Linked DNA regions of Mus musculus: all the other regions are linked to region 1. The links are chromatin contacts, called in public HiChIP or PLAC-seq maps. All regions are on one chromosome and are shown on one strand. The core of a region is the stretch at or near the end of the contact, and the rest is flanking DNA. Distances in the headings are between cores, read along the strand shown.

The links. HiChIP or PLAC-seq counts read pairs in DNA pulled down with a chosen protein or histone mark.
Region 2: a contact with region 1 is called in an H3K27ac HiChIP or PLAC-seq map of extraembryonic endoderm stem cells, with 4 times the contacts expected there. The contact joins the promoter of Evi5 here to the promoter of Cdc7 in region 1. A contact is called at or near these places in 2 of 39 promoter capture datasets (the C10 cell line and pre-B cells), 3 of 115 datasets of contacts at active chromatin or transcription factors (T-cell acute lymphoblastic leukemia, extraembryonic endoderm stem cells and large pre-B cells) and 1 of 9 other capture datasets (embryonic stem cells).
Region 3: a contact with region 1 is called in an H3K27ac HiChIP or PLAC-seq map of double positive thymocytes, with 7 times the contacts expected there. The contact joins the promoter of Gfi1 here to the promoter of Cdc7 in region 1. A contact is called at or near these places in 2 of 39 promoter capture datasets (embryonic stem cells and pre-B cells), 4 of 115 datasets of contacts at active chromatin or transcription factors (double positive thymocytes, embryonic stem cells, large pre-B cells and 1 more) and 1 of 9 other capture datasets (embryonic stem cells).
Region 4: an H3K27ac HiChIP or PLAC-seq map of T-cell acute lymphoblastic leukemia shows a contact between it and region 1, with 8 times the contacts expected there. The contact joins the enhancer-like site here to the promoter of Cdc7 in region 1. A contact is called at or near these places in 15 of 39 promoter capture datasets (the 3T3-L1 cell line, 3T3-L1-derived adipocytes, the C10 cell line and 8 more), 1 of 15 datasets of contacts at CTCF or cohesin (the NIH/3T3 cell line), 3 of 484 Hi-C or Micro-C datasets (adipose-derived mesenchymal stem cells, cortical neurons and muscle stem cells) and 10 of 115 datasets of contacts at active chromatin or transcription factors (the NIH/3T3 cell line, T-cell acute lymphoblastic leukemia, bone marrow-derived macrophages and 6 more).
Region 5: a contact with region 1 is called in an H3K27ac HiChIP or PLAC-seq map of embryonic stem cells, with 3 times the contacts expected there. The contact joins the promoter of Glmn here to the promoter of Cdc7 in region 1. A contact is called at or near these places in 13 of 39 promoter capture datasets (the 3T3-L1 cell line, 3T3-L1-derived adipocytes, the C10 cell line and 6 more), 5 of 484 Hi-C or Micro-C datasets (adipose-derived mesenchymal stem cells, cortical neurons, embryonic stem cells and 1 more), 13 of 115 datasets of contacts at active chromatin or transcription factors (the 230-238 cell line, the NIH/3T3 cell line, the SCID.adh cell line and 8 more) and 2 of 9 other capture datasets (adipose tissue and embryonic stem cells).
Region 6: an H3K27ac HiChIP or PLAC-seq map of the NIH/3T3 cell line shows a contact between it and region 1, with 6 times the contacts expected there. The contact joins the enhancer-like site here to the promoter of Cdc7 in region 1. A contact is called at or near these places in 10 of 39 promoter capture datasets (the 3T3-L1 cell line, 3T3-L1-derived adipocytes, the C10 cell line and 5 more), 1 of 15 datasets of contacts at CTCF or cohesin (large pre-B cells), 2 of 484 Hi-C or Micro-C datasets (CD4 T cells and cerebellar granule neurons), 14 of 115 datasets of contacts at active chromatin or transcription factors (the NIH/3T3 cell line, acute myeloid leukemia, bone marrow-derived macrophages and 7 more) and 1 of 9 other capture datasets (embryonic stem cells).

The regions. Positions count from the first base shown.
Region 1 is chr5:106,962,947-106,965,631 of GRCm38.p6, reverse strand. Cdc7 (cell division cycle 7 (S. cerevisiae)) reads right to left here and starts at 1,310. Exons shown (of 12, transcript NM_009863.3): 1 at 1,207-1,310; 2 at 518-699. The coding sequence starts at 614.
Region 2 is chr5:107,867,687-107,870,371 of GRCm38.p6, reverse strand. It overlaps Evi5 (ecotropic viral integration site 5), which reads left to right and starts at 1,324. Exons shown (of 20, transcript NM_001378824.1): 1 at 1,324-1,581.
Region 3 is chr5:107,723,014-107,725,698 of GRCm38.p6, reverse strand. It overlaps Gfi1 (growth factor independent 1 transcription repressor), which reads left to right and starts at 1,356. Exons shown (of 6, transcript NM_010278.2): 1 at 1,356-1,975; 2 at 2,291-2,476. The coding sequence starts at 1,861. RefSeq lists a promoter at 1,337-1,725.
Region 4 is chr5:107,616,921-107,619,605 of GRCm38.p6, reverse strand. It overlaps Rpap2 (RNA polymerase II associated protein 2), which reads right to left. Exons shown (of 13, transcript NM_144911.3): 7 at 1,430-1,465. Among named protein-coding and RNA genes, the nearest start is that of A930041C12Rik, 16 kb to the left of the region's middle. Within about 2 kb of position 1,330, at least 7 of the 459 cell types and tissues checked have an H3K27ac peak or open chromatin away from gene starts, as enhancers often do. A contact at or near this core is called in T-cell acute lymphoblastic leukemia, where this site is marked.
Region 5 is chr5:107,596,257-107,598,941 of GRCm38.p6, reverse strand. It overlaps Glmn (glomulin, FKBP associated protein), which reads left to right and starts at 1,303. Exons shown (of 19, transcript NM_133248.2): 1 at 1,303-1,398; 2 at 2,080-2,154. The coding sequence starts at 2,116. Rpap2 (RNA polymerase II associated protein 2) reads right to left here and starts at 1,246. Exons shown (of 13, transcript NM_144911.3): 1 at 1,082-1,246; 2 at 375-420. The coding sequence starts at 1,154.
Region 6 is chr5:107,491,091-107,493,775 of GRCm38.p6, reverse strand. Btbd8 (BTB (POZ) domain containing 8) reads right to left here. Exons shown (of 18, transcript NM_001378266.2): 9 at 2,195-2,297. Among named protein-coding and RNA genes, the nearest start is that of Gm33885, 21 kb to the right of the region's middle. Within about 2 kb of position 1,310, at least 11 of the 459 cell types and tissues checked have an H3K27ac peak or open chromatin away from gene starts, as enhancers often do. A contact at or near this core is called in the NIH/3T3 cell line, where this site is marked.

The DNA of each region.
Region 1 (2,685 bases), core at 61-2,560:
ATATGGGACTTTTCAGCCACCTTCTAAAACTAGAGTCTGCGGCTGAGCTACATTCCACTTTACGAAGAAAAAAGTATCCGTTACAAACATTCCACTTGTTTCTGCCTGTGAATTTTGTTTATGAATCCTTAATCCCTTCCCCACCAATTCCTAAAACCAAACTTTACACAGTAAGGCTACAGTGGGTGTGGAAGAAAAAAGTCAGGTGTCAACAAACATGCTTTCCTAAAAAGCCACTAATATTTGGACCCAACCGACGTCCTCTAAAATGAAAACTGGATTCCACACCTCTTAAAACGCGATCCAATCCTAAATCTAGACTTCATGATATTATGTTGACATGTGAAATTTAAACATACAACTCAGTTTACTAGTCAGGTGTGTGTGTGGTTTTTCTGTTTATTTCTGGGAGTGTAATTTAATTACATTTCTTTTTTCCCCTTTCCTCGAATTAGAAGATGCAGACTGGCTGCCCGTGCGACTTCAGAACCGTGTGACCGTGGCATTGAGCACATACCTGAAAGTTTAACACTCTGCTCATATTTTTTTAAAGAGTCATCAGCCGGACACCTGTCACTGCCACGAAGGGAAGAAAACGCCATTGGCTCCTCCATCTGAGTCCCCAAAGAGGCTTCCACTACGCACGACTGGGATGCAAAGAGCGGGCTACGGGGTCATGTGCACAGGCGAGAGCAGCAGCTGTGAAAATCACAACACGGTGAGAAGGGCGAAGTAGCTCACCCAAGCAGGCACGCACCAAACCACCTGCCCTTCAGGAGGTAGCACTAAAACCCGCACCATATGTCCAAATCCCAGCCGGAGCGGCGTCGCTGCCACTGGCCTGCGGCGAGCACTCCCGCGGGGGACAGGTGGAGCGGGCTGCAGCCGGCTAGGGATCCCCGGGAGGCTGCGGGGAAGGACTGCGGTTTGCCCGGGAGGAAGTCGCTCGCCAGGGCGTGACACTCCACTCGACTGGAGCCGACCGAGGGCAGCAGGGTGCCAACAGAAGGATAAATGAATGAATGGGCCGCCCTGGGCGAGTGCGTAGGGCGGACTGTCCGCCAGTGCCAACGGGAAGCTCAGTGCGCAGGCGCACCTCTTCCCGCCGCGGGATGCCCGCAGGGCGACACGACCTAAGTCACGATCAAGAACTCGTCCCCGGTCCCTCACCGTCCACGGCAGGGGGGAAAACTGTCAGAAACTCACGGTTCACAGAAGTTAGGACGTCCGCGGTCGCTTCCCTCAGGAGCGTCCCACTGAGCCGGGCCGCCAGGCGCGCATGCGCGATTCTTCCCGCGCTGCTTTGAATTGCTCATGCGCATTCCGAAGCCCTCGGCGCCTGCGCAAGAGGCGTGGTTTTTCAAGGCGGGGCGGTCGGAAAGGAAGAGTGCAGCAGAGAGGGCTCGGTGGTCCTTTGCTGAGTTAGCGAGCCCCAGGACTAAAAAGGCGCCCGGGATTCCTCGTCCCGTCGCCCGGTCCTTAGCGTTCTCTCTCGGCCTCACACTGTGGTCTCAACACGCTGGACACTTCTCGGGTAAAAGGCACTTGGTTGAGTCCGGTTTTACTTTTCTCAACGAAAAACAAAAAGTTTAACCACTGGTTCTTGAGGATCTTATAGTAGAGACCAGCTGCAATGTATGTTGATCATTTATTTAGTTGTGATATAAACCAGTTTTTAGGGACTGAGCGAATAACGGTGGTGAATAAGGCAGTCAAAAAGCTATCCCAATTTCGCGTCTTTTAGTAACCCACTAAGTCTATATTGCGTGGGTGTGGAGTGATCCACTGGATTATGCATCGGACTCTTAACACCGGTTGCATCTCCAAAAAGAATGATCCCTCCTGGCCTGGCAACTACGCTCTGCCAGGGCCTCAGTAAGGGACTGGGCCAGGAAATTCCCTACCCCATCAATGCTGGAATTTTGGCCCCTCTTGTTCAGGTAACCCCACTATCGAGAGTCATGCCATAGCCAGAACTTGACAACCCCAGCTCTGACATTCTTAGACGACAGTCCACCTCCACTAGAGCAGCCTAGCCCAGACCAGAGAGAGTGTCCAGCTATAGGCATGTTTATTCAATCAATAATTTTTACTAGCTCCTGGAATATCATAACTGTGATTTTCATGCTACAATCTGTTTACATGGTATACAGGTGTGTGTATGTGTGTAAATACATACATAGTAAAAGAATTTCTAAGGAGTTAGTATTATTACCATTCATTAGATTAGTTAACACAGTGAAAGACCACAAATATTTTTTTTACTTTAGCATTAATAGTGAAGAATTATAAGTAGTGTTTTCTGATAGTTCTTTTTTTTACAAGAAAGCCCCAATTTACCTTTTGCCCATGAAAAATACATTTACCTCATAATCTTCCACAAGGCACAGATGGAGAAAATATGACAAAACTCTATGCTGATTTTATTAGTCAGGGTTCTTTAAGGAACAGAATTGACAGAATGAGTATGCAGATGTGTGAATGTATGTATTTATGTGAATGTGTATATATGTGTATGTGCTATTTATCAGAGTGGCATGCATGCTGTGGTCCAGGTTGTCCAACAATGGAAAGGCAAAGAATCTGGTATCTTTGCTGGATGTCTCAGTAGTTCCAATCTGCTGCTGGTGTCCCAGGGAATTCCTAGAGAGCTTCTGACCTTCAGTTTGCTTCCAAAGGAGTGGT
Region 2 (2,685 bases), core at 75-2,574, 900 kb before region 1:
CAAGGTCACATGGTACAGTATTTGAACAAAAATTCTTCTTGTGGTTTGAGATTTGGAGAAGGGTAGGAGGGGATGTGGATAAAATAGGCTAGGTCAGTGTCCTTACACTATCTGCAGGTCAGGGTAATTTTAACTAAGGTGGTTGCTGATGAAGGAGATGAGAGAGATTCAAGGAAACTTTAGCAGATAAAAGCAAAGAATTTGCAGATAAATTGGAAAGGTACATTATACTTTTTTTTCTTTTGCTATGGGGTAGATACATTAAATTATGATGAAGTTTTTTGTTTGTTTTTTGAGTCAGGGTGGTGTTGCCTTGGCTCTCCTGAAACTCTGTAGACCAGGTTGGCCCTGAACTCTGAGATCTGCTTGCTTCTGTCACTCAAGTGCAGGGATCAAAGGCATGCGCCAAGACTGCCTGGTACAATGAAGTTGTTACATTGCCATTAATAACCCGACCTAAGTTATGCAAAAAAAAAAAAAATTGCCTCAGACTATTTTGAAAATTTCAAAGCTGGGTGGAGGACATGGTTTTACTTCCCATTTCTTATCCTAATCTTGTTGAAAAATAGTCTTTTCTAGAAGTGCTTGTGATAGTGGAACTTTTTCTGGACAGGTCTTACAAATCTAAATGTAAAAGCCAGTGGTATCATATTAGTAAACAATTTTAGAGCTTTTCTGACTGCTTGATGGTAATTACTATCCTTTTGGTCACTTTCAAGTATATAACAAAAATGATTTATATTGCCTTTATTATTTTTTTTTTTTGTTGCCTGCAATTCCTTTGACAGGACCCAAATGAATAGGCTGTTTTTGTCCCAAACTAAGTAATTTCCTTCTAAGAATTTCTTGGTTGGTGTTGGATAATTGCCCACCCTCTGCCGGACTCCGAAAAAACCCACGGTTTATTCTAGAGGATTAGTGGAAGACCTGTTTTACCACCGCGAGTGCCATTTGATTAATATTATGTTTTTGGGAGTGAGACTCCGGGCAGCCCTCGCAAAGCTGCGCGTCGCTGTGCGCGCCCCAGGCCTGCGCGGATGCTCGCCCGGGGGGCTCCGAGGGGGCGTGTCTTGTGCTTCCCTGACTGGCCAGGGGCGGCTCGAGAGACTGGGAAGTCAGCAGTTTGCATGGCCGAGGGCTGGGCGCTTGGGAAGAGGGGCGGAGGACCGAGAGGGATCTCCCCGCCTCCGTTCCTCTCGGTCCAATCCCTTCGGCTTCTGCTTCGGCTTCGCCAGCGCGGCCGGGGCCCTAACCTGCTCGAACCCATTATGCCGTAGAGGCCGGCCGGGGCTCTTTAAGGCCCTCGCCGCGCCTGCGCCCTGGGCTTTCGTGAAGCGGCCCGACCAGAGCCGGGCGGAGCTGGCGGGCGTGGGGCTGCGCGGGGTTCTCCCGAGTCGTCGGCGGTACGGTGGAGGGTCGCGGGCAGCTCCGGGTTCCTGAGCAGGAGGCGTGCGCCGGGTCACGCGGGGAACGCGGCCGCGGAGGCCGAGCCGGGCCGAGGCGCTTGGAGGCGGCGGCGGCACGGCCGCCGGCTGCATGGGAAGTTCATGTTGACGGCGGAGTCCACCCCAGGTTTCCAAGGTGAGGGGCGCCGCGCCAGGCCGGGCTGCGGCGAGGGAGGGCGCGGGCGCCGCCGAGGGCCGCGCCGCCCACCCGGGCCGCCGCCGAGTTTGCGGCGCGAGCCCGCCGGGGCCTGCGTTCCCCGCTCTCGCCTGGCCCGGGCGGCCTCGGGGCCCGTCCTCGAGGACACGGCGGTCCGCCGCGCCCTGCTCGGAAAGTTGGCGTCTCCATTCGGCCTGCGGCGGCTGCCGGCAGGTGATGGGCGAGCCAGGTGTGCAGAGCGACGGCGCACGGAGCTCCTGTGCACCCGGTTGCCCATCGCCTAACGGGGCTAGCCTGAGATTAACCGCGGGTTTCCGGTGGGTTGGCTTGCGGTGGTGGCGCCTGCGCTGGTGACTCCGACCTTAGGTCTTTTCACCAAAGAGCGAAGCAAAAGTTCTGGACCGGTTCCCTCGCAGTCCCGTTTCTGCTGGAGGGGATTTTGAAGAGCAACAAGCGGTTTTCTTTGGAGAATAATAAACCTTTCTCCGCCGAGAGAATGAATTCCAGAGCTTCCTGAAGTTAGAGAAACATGGTCTGTTGGTAGTTTTTAATCTTTGCGCGGTGTTTTTTTTTTTTTTTTTTTTTTTGGTGTGTGTGTTTTAAATTTTATTAGTAATAATTTCTCAGTGTTCCAGAACTTTGCTTCCTGTAAGATAGAAAATGCTCACCTTCTATGAGAAGTTTGTGTCAAGGAAATCTTAGAAAATTTATTCAAGCCTATCTGGAGTAGAAAGATCACAATTTTAAGTTTTCAGGTAATGATTTTTAAGTGAACCAACACAAACCAACAAATTACTAGGTTGGGATATATACCTCGGAGGAGTGGAATTGCTGTTTTTTTTTTGTTTGGTTTTCTTTCTGGGTCAGAGTTTTGCTATGTAGCCCAGGCTGTCCCCGTACTCCTGCCGTCGACCTCCTTGCAGTATATTGCCACTATTTCTGGTTGATTATTTTTTAAAAATTTCTGGCATTAGGTTCTGTTGGGCCTTCTCAAGACGGTTGAGAACTCTAGTTATTCCATACTTACGATGCTTACCATCTTCAAAAAATGCTGCGATTTGGATGGTGGTACTTTATCAGTGT
Region 3 (2,685 bases), core at 107-2,606, 760 kb before region 1:
CGGGCTTCTGGAGGCCTCCTTCTGAGCGCCTTGCCTTCAGCTCCCGAATTTCCAGCCTCAGATGACCAGGGGAAGCCTGGCGGGCCGCTGTGCCAGGAGCGTGCCGCCCCGCCCCCTGGACGCCAGCTGCAGCACGAGGTTGCCTTCCCACGCGCTGGGCCTCCTTGCCATCCCCTTACCCCTCCTACCCGGAACCCAGCAAAGCCCTCCGAAGCGTAGGTTTGTGGCCTGGGCGAGGACGCCACCTCTGTGTCTACCCTGTCCCGCGTGGTGCTGACGCGCAGACCCAGCGCGGGACCAGACAGCCCTGCTTCCCACGGGTCCCGTTCTTGGCTATCGCAGGACCGAACCTCATCGAGGCCTCCAGAACTCTTGCCCTGTTTTCTTGCTCTTCATGCTTGCTTTAAGAATTGTCCTCTGGTTGGAGCGTCTGGCTGTACAGACAGGGAGTGCGGGAAAATTAAAGCGCCGGAGCCTGGGTTCTGGGAGCCAAACCCGACCAAGGCGTGTGACTATACATTATGACTGGGAATCTGAAGCAGGAGTCCTTGGGCTCCTTTTAAGTGGGTACAACAGGGTGTGTTCTGTACGCGCTCCTGGGGGGGGGTGGCGAAGAGGCTCGGGTTCCTCAGTCTGAACTGCACGAAGCCCAAAGACCCGGGGCGTGCGCCGGCCTGTGCCCCAGTCTTTGAGCCCGCCGCCGCCGTTCAGCCTCTATTGCCTTGGACCTTGGAGGCAGGCGGATTCGTTTCACCCTAGGCCTCCCTAGGGTCGCCCCCGGAGCGGGCCAGGAGCTGGGACGCAGTCTCAGCCCCGCCTCCTGCAGGGCTCAGGTTTCGACCCGAGATTAGGTGAACTGATTGGGGGTTAAAGAGAGCGACGCCAGCTCTCGGTCATGCTCAGGGACCCTGGCCTCCTGGCCAGGCCTTCTGGCCACTGCTCACTCGTGCGCGCTCCGGTTTCATCTTGCTGGCCCGCGAAGTCGTTGGCACTCATTAAATTTGGGCACCGCGTGTTTGCCAGTAAGCACGCAGTTTAAACTCAACTTCCCTAGGACAAGATTTTTGGTGAGCAGATCAGAAAATAATTCTTTCTGGGACTTAGTTTCTGAAGCAAGGCCTACAGGTCTGGAATGTTTCTCAGTGGTCGCCGTCCTGGCCGGTGCCACACCACTATTCCAGTGGGCGTTTCTCCTGGGACAAGTGTTGGTCCTTTGCCACTCCCACCTCACTTTCCTGTGCCTCTGGCTTCCTGACTTCTGCTCCAGCCACTGCAGCACATAGTCCCTAGGCAAACCAGTCCCTAGTACGCCCCTCTTTCGCTTCTGTTCGTCGCGGGGCTCCTGGAGGTTTTGGCTCCAAGCCCCTTCCGGGTCCCAAACACTGATGCCCCCTGACTGGCTAAACTAAGCCACGCATCCCTGGCGTGAGCCACAACCCAGAAGGGAGCAGGTGGGCTTGCAGGGTTGACTTGGGATAACGGACCAGTTGTGGACTACTGCTCTCAGGAGAGTGATGATCTAGCTTTGGTAGGGAAGGGGAGGGGCTGAGGCGTGGGCAGGGCAGAGCAAAGGGACCAGAGCCAGAGCCTGGGGACAGGTTTTACCACTGAGCTGTTGCAGTGGCGGCGGAGGCCGGGATTCGTGCCACCTGTCCGAGTGCCACCTGGTGAGCGTGGCGCCTGGGTCCAGGCCCCTCCTCCCGCGGCTTCCCTCTCTCCTCCCTGGCCCACACTCTTCCTTGGCCTGGGAACCTACCACAACCGCCATCGGTGCTGACCCTCGTTTCCACCCAATTTTCCCCCTTCTCTCAGAACTCAGAGTATCCGAGGGTCCAAACATTCGTCCAGCGGCTGACCACCATGCCGCGCTCATTCCTGGTCAAGAGCAAGAAGGCGCACAGCTATCACCAGCCGCGTTCTCCGGGGCCGGACTACTCCCTGCGCCTGGAGACCGTGCCTGCGCCGGGCAGAGCAGGTGCGAAGCGCGCAGAGGCCGGGTAGGGCAGCTGCCGAGGACACCGACTCTGCTCCAAGCCACCTCGTTTCCTAGGAATCGGGGGAGGCTATCCTAACGCCCCTCGGGTGCTTTTTTGTTTTTGTTTTTGTTTCCCGGTGCTCAGATTTGCTGAGCTTGCCAGAGATGCCCCTGGCGCTCGCAGTCGGCTCTTGAATTCGGGAGGGAGGGCTCCCGGTTGGGTCAGAGTGGACAGAGGAGGACACGGGCGCCACGGTGGAACCACTTCAGTTCGGCCAGGTTTAGGTTTATTTCTCTCCTGAATCTTTTCCGCAGAGGGCGGCGCTGTGAGTGCAGGCGAGTCGAAAATGGAGCCCCGAGAGCGTTTGTCCCCCGACTCTCAGCTTACCGAGGCTCCCGACAGGGCCTCCGCGTCCCCCAACAGCTGCGAAGGCAGCGTTTGTGACCCCTGCTCCGAGTTCGAGGACTTTTGGAGGCCCCCTTCTCCCTCCGTGTCTCCAGGTAAGCCTTGATTCGAGGTCTTGTGGCAGAGTTCTGGAGTCGCAGCACGGAGGGAAGCCCGCACAAGGGATGCAGAGGGTCGGCCTAGGGATCTGGCTCCTAAGGGAACAGGGTTCAGGGGAGGCATCCAGCTTTTGTGCTGGACACCTTGCCCAAAGTGTCCTCTGCCTCCTTCTAAGTCCCTTAGCTCCAGGCTGGCCCTTAATTCG
Region 4 (2,685 bases), core at 81-2,580, 650 kb before region 1:
AATTCTTAAAGCAGTATAGCAAACACCATAACCCTCTAAAGACTCTATCCTACTCAACAATTTTGAGTTTTGCTTGAAAAAATAGTTAATATTTTCTTGTTCTGGCTGACCATTATACAGAAATTTTCATGTAATGAAAAAATACAAAAGTCATAACGAAAAATGAAGTTGGCACATCAACATAGTTCAATGAGAGATATTTAAATCTGAGCGCTCATGAATGCAAACAATAAGATAACAGCTGTCCCATGGTTGCACATTTTGATTTTCAGATTCAGTTTCAATCACATTAAGAATTCTGAAGGAGCAAAGGCAAAGCAGAAGTTCCTCCAGCTCATGTTGAGACAAACAAGCACCCATGAGCACTCAGAGTTTGAGGCCTAGTCTAGAAGCACATGGTGGGAAGGAGTGAAGGCCAAGCTAGACAGCAAAGAGCTGAAAACAAGTCCTAGTGGGACACAGAAACTCATCAAAATTTCCAAAATTCCAGGATCACATATATTTTTTTTAACCAGACTCTAACCTACATCATCAGGCAAGTAACTTTTGGATAAGAAGAAAAGAAAGTTTAACTTTAAGAAACTAGATTACAGGCTAGAAAGACAGCTCCGCAGTTAAGATCACTTGCCCTCCCAGAGGACCTGGATTCAATTCCCAGCACCCAGGTGGTTCACAACTGCCCTTAACTTCACTTCCAGGGATTCAACACCATCTTCTGACCTCCCTGTGCCCGCTGGACAAGCATATAGCAAATCGACATACATGCAGGCAACACATATAAAAAAATAAATGAAAAGCTGAAAGAAACTTTCATAGTCTTTATATCCCATTCTGTCTCTTGAGGTTTAAAGCAATGACGTTTTATACTAGGTTAAAGCCAGAAAGGTGTCCATCAATAAACAAGGATCTCTTATTTGTACTCAATACCCTGTGACTAAGGCAGTGATTAGCAACCAGGGACATGTGATCTGAGAGTGAAAGGACCTGTCCTGAGAGACGGCTGGAGCTGAGCAAACACCACCATGAAGAGCTGTGAGGTGGGACTGGCAAAACCAAAAACCAAAAATCTATAGTCTGCGCTTCATATTGATATGTAAGATATTCTTTCAAATGATCAACACATTAATATCTTAAAATCATATAAAACAAGACCATAAAACCCTTTCTCCAAATACAATTGGCACGACCTCACCAACAAAGGAGTGGTGTCTGAGAGAGAGGCTATGTTTGTGTCTATTTCAACAGCTTCAATTAGACTTCCCCAGTGGGACAGCTGCACGATAAATCAGACAGATCAAACAAATCATCTTTCCCTCACAAAGGAAAATGGTGAACGTGTCACACGTTTCTTTGTAGCACACAAGCACAGGAAGTCCAGGCGATCACACCACCTGGCCCACTCAGGTCAGTGAAACTGACTGGAACGAACCTTTGTCCTTTCTTCAGCAGCTGAAAGTCAGGAGGCCTGGAACAAAAACACAGAGAGAAGAAACTGAAGGCAACTGACCCAGCTTGCTTGAGTTTACTACAGCTGTACTGCATAACAAATATAATTAAAGGAGTATTTCAGATGAAGATTTCTTTTTTCTTCCTTAAGGAAACAAACGAAAAAGGGGACAAAGTACTGTAAAATACATGCACAAAAATCTGGATTTGGTGGTTTTGTTTTTTACTTAAAATTTACTCATTTTCAAAACTAAGTTCAAATTCCATGCACACAGTACCGCTTCCCTTGACAAAGGTAAAATCACTCTGCTCCCTAAATTGTAGTCACTGTGAGCTCCAGTCAACATGGTTGTCAGGTTTTCTTTATTGTCAGAACTGTTATCTACGTGTTTTACTTTACACATGCTTAAGCTGGGTTCTTAACTGATCCACCAGCTCTTCAGACAGAGACTATATTGTAATTCTCATCTGGTCACCCTAACTTCTGAGACAGCCATGATGTTAAACTGTGTTCGTTTTGGTTTTGAAGGCCTTGAACTCATAAAGGCCCAGTGCTGGGAGGAAAGGTGTCACCACGCCTGGCTTTTTAAAAAGGTGTTTTGGTTACATAAATATCTGTGTCCTGAGTGTGTGCCTGGAGAAGTCAGAAGAGGAGGTCAGACATCTACAGACAGCTGGGAGTTACATGTAGTCATTAGGATGTAAACCAGGATCCTCTGCAAGAGCAGCAATGTGCTCCTAACCACTGAACCACCTCTTCAGCCCCTGCACTGATTAACTTAGCCCTGAACAATGTGGGTATACATTGTTTGACCACCATGAACACTGAAAAGGCAAATACAGGGCTGGAGATGTAGTTCCGTTGGCACAGCTTCCCTAGCATACTCCATTGCCAGCACCACATTAACCAGGTAGTGGGCGATGGAGGCAGGAGGATCAGTAGTAGCAATGTAGCAGTTTCCTCTGAGAGAAACATTCCATCCTGTAGCGAACTTCTCAAACTAGATGATCAACAGCTCAAAACAGAAGTCCCTGAAACTGACCAGATTCACCAGGTCTCTCCCTGCTTAAAGGTAAATAATGAAGCCTGGAAGAGAGTCACTCTCAAACAAACCAAGCTGAAATGAATGCTATGCTATGGCAGACCAGAACAGCTGCCTGGAAGAAGCAGAGACCAGCCCAGCTGCCTGGAAGAGCTTTAGAATGGGTCACCTGGAAAGGACACTTTCCAACTTGTTG
Region 5 (2,685 bases), core at 54-2,553, 630 kb before region 1:
CTAAGCCTCCACATTGGTTTTCCTACAGCTGAAGGACAGAGCAGTCTTACGTGAGAATCGACAGTGCTTCCTGAGTCTTCAGTATTTTCTCAAGAAAGGTATGCACTATGCTTTTAAACTATTTGGGCTGGAGTATAGCTCGGTAAATTAGACAAAGAGCTTCATTAGAATGTACAAAGTCTTTAAGTTCAATTCCCAGATTGCAAGATCAGAAAACAGAACATCAAAACAAAAAAACCAAAACCAAAAAGAAAAAAGAAAAAAAAAAAAAAAAAAAAGAAAAGAAAAAAAAAAAGAAAAGAAAAAAAAAACCAAATCAGATTGAATTAATGAGATAAAAGCAAAGTGAAATGCAGATGCCCACGTGGTTCTACCTTTTAGATGCATCTCCTCGTTTCAGGGCTCGGGTCTGTTTAGTACCTACAATTGAAGAGAGAAAAGTCAAGTGCCAATGCATTTGATGTAGCAGAGTAGTCCCCAAATATCACACTGTAGGCACCATTTCCTTTTCTCTCACACATCTCATTTCCAACTTCGATGTGTACAAAAAAAGAAAAACAACCCCCCCCCCAGAAAAACAAAAACAAAAGGGGGGGCTAAACAGGAAGCAAATTCAATTGTTTCTGTAAATTAATTACATTTTACATTTTCATGACGGCAGTCTCTTCGAGGACTCTTTCTCATCGGATGCGCTTTAATCAAGTGCTTTTAAAACACTCTCTAAACTGGGTTCCTTTAGAATAAACATTGCTCAGTCTCCCAAATGTTTGTTCCCTTGCCTAAAGAGAGGAGTCTGAGACCTCAGAGACCAGATATCAAAGCAATCCAAGGTTCAAGGCAACTGACCACCACCTGCCTTGGCCACTTGTTCCCACGTACGGGTAGATCCTAAAACCCCTGTGTAAGAGTGTGGGATTCCTCCCCCGAAGGCACTAGGACAGCCTGCGTTGGGAAGCTCTGGGCCTCATCCACCCGGAGTTCTCGCTCTCCCCGGCGCAGCCTCAGAAAGAGGCCCGCGCGTGCGTGGTACTCAAACCAAGGTCTCAGGGTCCCAGCCTGGGACGGTGGCTCTTGTTCGTACCGGTAGCATCTCGGTGGGTGCTGGAAGCCCGGGTACTTGGGCCTAGAGAGCAAGGTACGGCAGAGTCAGCCATGGGGAAATGCGGTCAGAAGAGGGGGTCGGGACAGCACATCTACCTCCTCACGCTTCGCCCGGAACCGGGCTGGGGGCGGGCCCAGGGAGGGCGGGGCGAGCGGCGGAGGGGGCGGGCCCAGGGCGGGGCGGGGCGAGCGGCGGAGGGGGAGGGTCCGGTCCGGGGGCGGGGCCAGGAGTGCGGCCTGCGCTACCTGAAGTGGAGAAGGAGGAGGAGGGCAAGAGGCAGGCGCGTGGATCGGCGGGTAGGTAGACATGCTGGGTCGGGCGGATCGGGCTCGCCGAACAGGACCTGCGCCGCACGCGGCTCTCCTGCTCGGCCTCTGGAGGTGCTGGAGCCTGGACACCCTGCCCTGCAGGAGCAGGGAGAAATGGCCTCCCTTCGCCTCAGCCAGGCGCGGTAGGGTGTGATTTTCCTGTTCGCGCCTGCGGGGCAAGGACCTTCGCTGCTGGCCTCCTTTTCGTGATACTCGGTGATCTCACTGACGATTGTTTATGTGAGGAGGGAGATCCTGTGGAGAATGGGGTGGGCGGCATCGGAATCTTCAACTTCTTTGGGTGACTTAATTATGTTGGATTCCAGTTTTTGTCAATGGGACATTTAAAAAAATTACTTAATGATTAGATTTTTCATTCCAGGTCCACAATTTGGATTTTTGTTTTCCTTTTAAACAAAGGCTTTTCTAGTAGTTCTTTCTAGGGCTCTTTTTATTTTTTTACTCGTCATTCTTTAAAAATTACTTTCTTTAGGCATTATATCAGGGGCTTTTAAAAATGCTTCATTAGGCTAACACAGTAACGTTCAGTAATAGCAGTTAACCTATAAAACTTTACATTGTGTTTGTTGTCTAATAATTCAGAATGAAACGGTTTATGAAACATAATTTACATGGTATCACACAATTAACTGGGTTTTTTTGTATTAGTTCATTACAGCATCAAAATTAGGAAAATAATTAGGAATGGCTGTGGAGGAACTTCAGAGCATAATAAAAAGATGTGTAAGTACTTCTCCGAAAACACCTTTAAATATATGGGAAGGGCATAGAGTATCTTTACTTTGTGGTCACTCATGTTATTTATCTTAACTAAATTCTGCTTCTTCTTTTTTGACTTGTAAATATCAAAAAATCAGGAAAGTAGATTAGATGATAATGATGATGGTGGTGGTGACTTTCAATCCTAGTACTTTTGGGAGGCAAAGGCAGAGGGGTCTCTGATTTTGAGGCTGGCCTGGTTTACATGGTAAATTTCCAGGACAGCTTGGGCTATGGAGAGAGAGAGAGAGACCCTCGCTCACAAGGGGCATAAGGGGCTAGAGAGATGGTTCAGTGGTTAAGAGCACTTGTTCTTGCGGAGGACCTGGGTTCATTTCTCAAAACCCAGGCCCTGTTCTGGCCCACAATGGGCATCAGGCACATGCATATGTATGAAGGTAAACGTTAGTAAATTGTATTTAAAAGCATATTAAATCATGTACATGTCTGTTTATGTGTGTTGGTAGGGGGTATATATGAGTATAAGTGCCTGGC
Region 6 (2,685 bases), core at 61-2,560, 530 kb before region 1:
TGCTTAGTCAGAGAGACGGGGCTGATTAGGAGTGTATGAGACAAAAAGAGAAGCGGGGGGAGGGGGGAAGAGAGAGAGAGAGAGAGGAGAGAGAGAAGAGAGAGAGAGAGAGAAGAGAGAGAGAGAAGAGGGGGAAAAGGAAGTGAGAGAGGGAAGAACAGAGGGAGGGGGAGAGGGAGAGAGACAAAGTGGGGGAAGGAAGATAGAGAGGGAAAGACAGACAGACAGACAGACAGACAGAGAGGCTTAAGCAGCCTTTATAAGTGATGATATGGCTTGAAGGCCACAAGAGAATACAGAAGGAAAAGGAAAACTTAATTGAGAAAATTCCCAGATCAGATATGCCTATGGTATACTTTCTTGATTGGTAACTGTGTGGGAGGGCCCAGCTCAACTTGTATGAGAAATGCCACCTTTGGGTTGGAAGTTCTTCCTGCTGCTGTAAGAAGGCAGGCTGAACAGGCCACAGGGAGCAAGCCAGTAAGCAGTTCTCCTCCATGACACCTCTCTGCATCAGCTCCTGTCTTGGGTTCCTGCCCTGACTGTGATGGAGTGATGTATGGAAGGGTTCCCCCCCTAAGCTGGTTTTGGTCATGACCTGGATTGTGTGGTGATTCTAACTGGAAATAGACATAGAAGGAAATTTAAGAAGTAACCGTTATCAAAGCCAGGGAACAAACATGTTACAATGCTGTATGATCAACGTCCCACCCCTGTCAGCTTGGCACCTGAATGTAACTCTGTGGACTGTGCTTTGTTCCCTAGTGGGAAGAGTAAGTCCTGCTGCTTCTTAAAATGACACATACCACTATACAACATGCTACCTCTTTTCTTGGAAGAGAAAGCAAATGTCAAGTTCCATGTTTCTCACACTGTGTGATCCCCATTACCCTTCAAACAGACTTAGTTCTCAGGGTCTCTTAACAAATATGGAGGCACAAAGTAAACTGGTACCAGCTTGTCCTGGATGGTAAGGCAACACGGTCATAGGTGAAAATTAAGACATCTGACTACTCATCAGACAAACACTCATGGAGAGGGGTGTTAAGGCTGCATGTGTGTTGTAACATTGCAATATGTCCAGATGTGGTTTTCCTCATACACAATGGAGAGTTGCTATGCAGACTCCCCTTAACAGTCAAGCTCAACCTATCACTTCTGCTTTATGTGTGGATGTACAAACCAGCCAGAACAAGGCTGTCTCAGCTGCCAGGTCAATGGAATCCTTGCTGTGTCTACTCCCAGATGGATGCATTCTCTCTGGTGCTAAGATCGCTACATCAGCAGATCCCAAAGTTGCCCTGAAAGGGAGGCAAAATTTTGCTAATGGGTCACCAGGAGCAATTCTCATTGCTCATCCCCAGTGACTCATCTTGATTTCTGGATATAGAAATTTCAACTACAAGAAAAACAGCACCTTAAATCCAAGGCTGATTTAGGTACACACTGCATCTTAGAAGACAGTGCCTCAGCCTGGGAGGGCACTGCCACCAGGCAGGCACTGTCCTTCATCTTCTACAGGTCCTGGTCTGTTCCATCAGACTAGTAGTTTCAGGACAATAGGGGAATTCATGGACTCAGCGAGTTACACAAGCATGAGCCTGTTGCAGGTTTTAAAATTTCTGTGAGTGAATTTCTTAGTCATTGTTGTGCTGTGTAGAACACCAAGATGACAGAGTATACAGTCATAGATGACAGTTTTAGCAGAAACAGGGAGGCAAATCCATGTCCAGAGTGAATACCTATCCTAATAAATACAAACGTATCTCTTCTATGAGGGACGTGACCTAACGTAGGTAAACCTGCCTGCCACCAGGTGGATAGCTGAGCCCCTGGGAACGGTGCTGTGGAGACACTCCACACGGCATTCTGAACCCCCTGGTGATCTGCTTCCCTGGACTGCTGAACCGACGCACCATCTCCATTTCTGGAGCCCTTATGTTCATGAACGTCTACCTCAGAGCAGGGCAGCCTGTCTGACTGAACCCCAGACTAGTGAGGTAAGCACTGAGAGTGGCTTCAGAAGAACAAGATCTTAGGGTGGGGATCTCCAGTTTGGTCCTGAGTTTTTGTGAGTGCCGTCTTGCTTTTGCCGAAACATTAAATTCGATTTCTGCATCCACTCACTGTGAGTCCTGCAGACTGGGTAAACTTTCTGATGCACACATAAGCACAGCACTCAGACTATACTCACTAGGGACTGAATCTGCATACTGAGACAGGTTTTCTGAATCTCAGGAGGAACATTTGCAAAGCTTCTTTCCGACCAAAACCTTGCAAAATGGCTTATAATGCAGCTGTTAAAATAAAATAATACAAGTTAGAGGAATGAAAAATGTTAAAGTCAATATTTTTGTTTTCAATCGTACAAAGAGTACCACAGATCGTGACTAACTGTCACTTAATTTTATGGGCGCTCAGACAGACTTCACTATATTCCTTGTCAGAAACGTAGGGGGCATGAGGTCACCATGCTTACAGACGAACATTGGAGAAACTAGGAATGTCTAAGTAGCCACACCCGTAAGTGTGCACCTAGAATTGGAATGACTGTTGCCTGGAAACTGTTTCCTAATAGCACCGTGTTTAAATATGCTCACAGTAACCCGCCTGGGGCCAGACTCCCACAGTTTGATCCAGTCAGGCCTAACTGAGTTTCATTCTCATCTTTTCAAGGCTTATTTC